2 separate regions of the Aphis gossypii genome follow, and region 1 is linked to region 2. Evidence: chromatin contacts called from public Hi-C data. All regions are on one chromosome and are shown on one strand. Each heading gives the region's core, a stretch centred on a gene start, on an enhancer-like site or on the middle of the called end of the contact. The rest is flanking DNA. Distances are from core to core; before and after follow the strand shown. Region 1 holds the start of LOC114121095. Region 2 holds the start of LOC114121100 (nonsense-mediated mRNA decay factor SMG5).

What was found. A called contact is a pair of places that touch in the nucleus more often than the background predicts.
Region 1: a contact with region 2 is called in a Hi-C map of whole body, with 4 times the contacts expected there. The contact joins the promoter of LOC114121095 here to the promoter of LOC114121100 in region 2. A contact is called at or near these places in 2 of 2 Hi-C or Micro-C datasets (both in whole body).

The regions. Positions count from the first base shown.
Region 1 is chr3:34,258,090-34,261,571 of ASM2018417v2, forward strand. LOC114121095 reads left to right here and starts at 1,589. Exons shown (of 3, transcript XM_050204001.1): 1 at 1,589-1,694; 2 at 2,678-3,030; 3 at 3,327-3,482. The coding sequence starts at 2,700.
Region 2 is chr3:34,098,917-34,102,329 of ASM2018417v2, forward strand. LOC114121100 (nonsense-mediated mRNA decay factor SMG5) reads left to right here and starts at 1,271. Exons shown (of 16, transcript XM_050203987.1): 1 at 1,271-1,398; 2 at 1,485-2,003; 3 at 2,459-2,681; 4 at 3,095-3,302; 5 at 3,372-3,413. The coding sequence starts at 1,921. LOC114121099 reads right to left here and starts at 1,132. Exons shown (of 3, transcript XM_027983268.2): 1 at 818-1,132.

The sequences.
Region 1 (3,482 bases), core at 339-2,838, 160 kb after region 2:
AAAAATACATTTAAAGGCAGTGTAACAACGTCAGATCCCAAACGGTATCATGTGACTATAGTTAAATACTATAGATATCCGGAATAGTATATAATTGAACCTTATATAGATGAACTAATCGTTAGTGTAACAGTGATAAATTAAGTTCTAGGACAGTGAAAAGTAAAAAATAATTTTTTTCATATATAAAAAATAATGGTCCAACCTAATAATATTTACGACTTTACTATGGCAATATACAGGCATTTGAAGTTGACAAGTAACGTCATAGAATCTATTCCCGTGGTGTTATACTTGTAAATATTTCGACTTTATTTACCCATTATTATGAGCGTAATACCTATTAAATTTATCGTATTGGATCTTTAGGCCCTTAGGGATATTTTTAAAGTTCGTAATTTTTTAAATAATTTAATATTATAATTTAGTTGACCATATAAGTCTATTGTAATCTGTGATATCCCCAGTCCCCAATTTAAAGTATCATAGATATTATTGATCTTTATTGAACACAATCATGATTATTCAGATTATTTATTACTTTATAAATCATATTATTCATAAAATATTGTTGTATAATAAGTTTAATAATAAGTAAGAGCAGAAATATGACTTCGTGTTGTGTATAATACGGTCGTTCGTCGCGTTCTGGCAAAATATATAATTTTTCTCTTTTCCAAAAAAAATATGAACATTTTGCTACGTTTAACAAGTGGGTGTATTTAAATTTTTTTATAAAAGAACCTTCAACAAGTACTAAAATATGTTCTTAACATTTTAGAGCTCAAGACATGAATCAATCTAATTTGCTCCGAAAACAGTTGATACTAAAAAAAAAATATTCGAGTACGTTTAAATGTTGATGCTGTTCCCAATATACCTGTTGTGACGACGACAAAGTGTATACCTGTATGGTCGTTTTGCGTAAAGCAGATTAGAATGTACCTACATACGTCCTATATACGTAGATGACTATCGTACAATTGCAAAAGGATAGAGCTTCGCAATTATAGGAAGGTACCTATAGCTATCGTTACTCGTTAGTATGTTACTATGTTAGTATTAACATTATATACATAATATACGTTAATATGAATTTATGCATACATTTATAGAGAAGAAACACACATTTTGATAAAGGGTTACCAGGTCTGTGAAAACTCTGCCCATACCCCCATCTCCTCTCATACTGGGTTCTCCGTATAATAATGATGTAATATGATTTTAAATTTGTATCGATGAACCTAAATAATTTATTCAAAAATATAAGTAAAACAAATACAATTTAACAAAATAAAATATTATAATATAATAAGTATACATATAGGTATATAAAATAAATTAAACAAATCAAATTGAAAGAAGATGGAATCCATCCCCCGTGTCCCCCTCAAGACTCATTCCAAGTACTGGATAATTAAACAATAACAAAAATATACACAATATTGTAATGATTATTTATTTTATTATAAATCATTAACATGAAACCAAGTTTATATCATATTTTATAATTTACCTTATTATTACTATAGTAACCTTTATCAATAATAATAAGTTTAGTATGATCATACAATAGTCGACAGCGAAAGTGCAATGAGCTGAGTTGCTGATTGCAACTATACTTAACATCTATATTCTGCGTTTATCCAGTTTAAATTTTCGTACAATCATGCGCAAAAGTCAACAGTCTTTGAGTGAGCATAGCTTTTTTACAAAATAAAATTATATATACCTATATTTATTATTATTGGTACGGGGCGAGCCAAGAAAACAAAAAATAGAAATAGTTCATGATATGACGTTATACTAAACTAAAAGTGCATTTGACAGTTCATTAGGTATAATTTAAAAACATTTAGGAAACGGAAATAGATACTAGATAGCAGAAATAAACGTATAAAACATACGAAAATTCGACAAAAGTATCCAAATAAAATTGCTGGACTACATTTTTTGACCTTATTCACTGTGAATTAGTTTCAAACGGTGAATGCTTAGTTTTATTTGGAAGTTATGAAAGGTCTACAATAATGCCATCATATTCGTCGAATCTCGAATATCGTTATCCGAGAAGTTGAACTTAAGCTCTAGCATAACGATGCTCCAGTTCACACGGCAACACTATTTTAATGCGGTTTTAAGCTGAAAATCAGATCATCGTCCTATCTAGTCCTATTCTCCCGATTTGGCTTTGGCAGATTATTTTTTATTTCCAAAAATCAAGTTGAAGACGAAAGGTCACTTCTTTGACGAAATTCTAGCGATCCAAAGAGCTTTACAGTTAAAGTATATAGTGTATACATAATTTCCACAAAATAAGTTCTTTCAAGTTCAAGCCTATTTGAACAGCTTTACTAACTAGCGATATAACGAGTATCGGAGTATATATAATTAGACAAAGACTTTATGTAGAGGATTATTTTAAATAAATTCGTTTATCTTTAAATCTATGTTTTTATTAAATTTATAGTTCGGGAACTTTGAGACATATACTATGTAACATTTAAATTATTTTAATAATAAATATACCAATATTATAATATATTACTATCATAATTTTGAGCTTCATCATATTTTATCAATTTAGTGTGGTGGTTTTAATCATAAATTAATTTACTCTATAGTATAAGATACTCTATAGTTTTAATACAAATACTGATTACTACTCGGCCCGCAGGTTTATAGGTATTTACATCATCATGCGTGAATCGCCTAACCTTACAGCTGCAGTTACAGCTTATTTGGTGCTGTTGCTAGTCGTGTCTGCCACAGCGGACGTCGACGAAGACGATTACCTATATACAAACTTCTTCCCGGAGCAGTTGAACCTGCAACCCTCAGAACTGGACACAACGGACGCGGACCCTGACGAAATTCACGAGCTTCTGTGCGTCGACTGTAAGGCCGTACCGAAGGCCACGGTCCAGGACGATGACAGCTTGCTGCTTAGGTCCACGACACAACGAACCGACCAAAGGTTGGGACAGACAACGGTTGTTAAGAAAAGCGGAGGTGTACCTTACTTGAATCGTAGGCACTTTATCGCATTATCGATTTCTTATTGAGCACATTACACATAATATAGAAATACCCTCTAAAAAAAAGCCTCAATACATGGATATTGGAAAGATATATTTTTTAATTGCAGTGATCAACAATTTAATAGGCTTAACTAAAATAAATATAATAGTTATATTTATTTGTTATAGTATAGATACTCATTTTCCAGTTCTTTCGAAAAGCACAAAAACAAAAAAACTTTAATATTTATTTAATGCGTGTCGTGTGTGTCTTTGATACGTATACACTGTTCTATTTCTGTGCAGATATGGAAACGGGTGAGTTAATGATACCCATTGTAAATCGCATTCGAACAAGCACAGCTAAACGAACTACATCATCGGTAGCTGCATCAAATCGCGTTTTCGATTTCAGGTGGAACGATTTGATAAAAAAGACTACGCAAATACCACAACAGTCAG
Region 2 (3,413 bases), core at 21-2,520:
AATCAAGAATAAATCCTCTTCTAAAATTTACTTTATAGGTAGGTAATCAAAAAGTCATCTAAGAACAAATCTTCAGATTGATTCAAACTACCAGATCATAAATCAAACAATCCAAAACTTATAAAAAGAAGCAAAACTTTTCTAATTATTAACTTATTCCATCTATTTGGAAACATTCCACCATAATATTAACCCAGTCTGGTGAGCTGCCAGACCTCCTTCTTCTTATCGTCCTAAAAGTCTTTCTCCATCCTTTCTCAATTTTTAATGGATTAAAAATATCATTTATAATAAGTTCATAGATTAACAGATATTATCTTTACGTCATTAGAGATAAAAAAATATTGTAAAACTGTATTTTCTTACGTTATCTCAGACCTTTAACCTGGAATGAAGTTCTACACAAAATCTACTCTCTCTTAGCTCCCTTATTTTTCACATTTTAATCCTTCTCTTGCTTACACATTTAAAATAATGCTACAGTACTTGAAACATCACATAGGTACCTTCACTTAAGTAGCAAACAAGTCCTAAATGTAACATAACTTTTACTTATTCTATTTTACCCATATACAAATAGAAAATATTATATTGTTTTGATATAATAATAAAAAAAAATTACTTATAACGTCCACACATACATTTCAAGTTCTAAAAAATCTATGTACCGCTGTAGCAATATAGCAATAACTATATTTTAATTTTTAATCTAAAACGAGACGTGTATGATAGTAATCTGTATTCAGTTAACTTATTTCTTAGCACTTAGTTCGATGACTAAAGGGTTAATGGTATATAATTTCAAACAGATACTTACCGAGGTTGAGCGACGATATAATCAGTAAATGGAATCAATGGAGCGGTCTGAAGTCAAAACCATTTAAGGCAGGCTCGAAAGTCATAAAAAATCGCAGAGTACTCATGTAATGAGACACGAGTATAACGTGTACATTTACCTGGAGTACATAAATATTAAATCAATAAGCTTAACGTTCAAATGGATTTCGTGTTTTTTGTTCGGTATGTGAATATGTGATAGAAAAACGACGCACTCGAAAACGAAACGAACAAATAAAATTAAAATCAAGTCAAAACCGAAAACAAATAACAACAATAACAACGCGAGCGCATGATACCGTTAAATTGCGCGTTTTTTGAATACCGATTACAGCCACCGATCGTCGACAAAAGATTCGAGGTTACAACTTTTGATGTTACGGCCACATCGTTGGCCGCACTGATCCGTACTGATAACGTGATGGCGGTACACACCACCTGTCCTGTCGTACACTATTACCACGGACTAAAGTTTTTCGTTATTATCGTAAATAATAACTCATACTAAATAGTAGTCGTAATAATTTAGAAATGTTATTATTAATGTTATTAGTGATTTAGGTAGTTATTACTCGATTCTCGATGTTTTAATCTGCTAAACCTGTTGTCGACATTGTTTCATTTTTTTTTTTTTTTTGTTTCCTTAGTTCTTTCATTCTCAGTTCTCACATTCTTGGCGTGTGACTTGTATCAATAGTTTTATAAAAACGACGACAATATCCGCGCTGTGGATAACTACAGCTCGTTGAAGACGGGATTACGGAAAAATTCTGGCTCGTGATTTCGTCTGTCACGGAATCCTATGCTACTTTTCACCAAGTTCGTTCCGTACACGAACCTACAGTGATGGCGTCAATGGACGTGACCTCTGCCCTTGAGTTTGCACCAATCGTGAACAAAAAATTCAACACCTGTCGATGGTTAAGTCAAGTCTACATGACAAATGCCGCTACCGATAACTTCCACTGACGATTGACAAACACCTGGTCAGATTGGAACCTACTAAAGTCTTTAAGTTTATTTGGACGAGAATATTAATTCTAAGTGTCCTGTGTAATAGTCTGTGTGTGCTAGAAGCAGCAAATGGTTGCCATGAAAAAATTGCATAACACTCGTGGAGTGGAGCCCACCACAGAAGCCAGTGAATCGGTCAGAAAATTGTACAAGTGAGTAAAAAGACTGTGTACTACCCTTTTTATTGTTGGATTGGCTTATGTTTTTCTCCCATACCCTAACGATGATAACCCATTAACAATGTGCCATGTTACTCATTCATTCAGTTTTAAAGCAATACTTAAAGTTTAATCCTGCAAGTAAATCATTGCCCTGCTATTTTTATTTAATTGTCACTGAACTTTAAATGTTTACCAAGTTTTCTCTTTACAAATTTATATTGGTTACTATGTATACAGTCATAATATTTTATAAAATAAATTCAAAAATAATATAATTGCTAGGTATTTTTCTTTATAGTTATTAAAATGTATTAAAAACAACAATCCAATCCATTGGGTTATACAATATTATTTGATAATTATTGAATTTTATGTCTACAATTATAATATACATTCATATTATATTATATGATGTCATTTAAGTTTAATGGAAACTTTGTTTTTAGGAGTATAAATGAAGTATCTCATTTTTTGGATGATCAACGTGGCCGGTCTCTGACTTGCAAAGATCTTTTTACTGTTGCTGTTGATACACAGCGAATAAAATTAAAAAACTATTGTGAAAGAATGATGCTTGCAGATCCATTAATTTATGGCCGGAAAGCTGAAGATATCATGTGGCGTAAAACGTATCATGATGTTTATTCTACTGCTAAACTTCTACGCAAGGTAAAGAAATAACTAAATCATTTATATATCATTATAATATAAGTGTGCCCCATCTTATTAACACGTTGACTGCCATATGGCCACCAGCAGTCATCTATAGTTTATCATTACTACCATGCCATTAGACTTCCATCAACCATAAATAAATTTGGTTTTATATTATTAACTTTTCTATGGCGCTACCATAATGCACTAAAATAAAAACCGTGGCGTAGCGGGAATCATTACAATTTTTTTTTCAAATATATTGTTAGGTATATTATATACCTACAAACTTGGGAGACATTGAAAAGTATGCTTGGCATATAACAAATACCTATTGAATGACCACCGACAGTCAACGTGTTAATAAATATACATTTATGAAATAATTGTGGTTTTTCAAAATACTTATTAAGACAATTTTATTTCAGAATAATGATTGGAATCAAACGGAATTGGCACTAATAGAAAATCATTTTCAGTCAGGCATTGGCAGTTATTATCATTTACTGTTCAAATTTCAAGCAGAAATTAAATTCAATAAGCCTGAATTATTTGATTTTTATCTATTAACAAATGATGATACTAATAATAATGTCAAAAAAGATCATATTACTGTGTTAAAAAAAAATGATGCTAGTAAGTTAAAATATTTATTCTAATAAATAATTATTTTCAACTTATTTCTGATTCATATATTTATTCTAGGCAACAAAGAAGAAACTGGTATAAAACAATTAGTTTACCGTT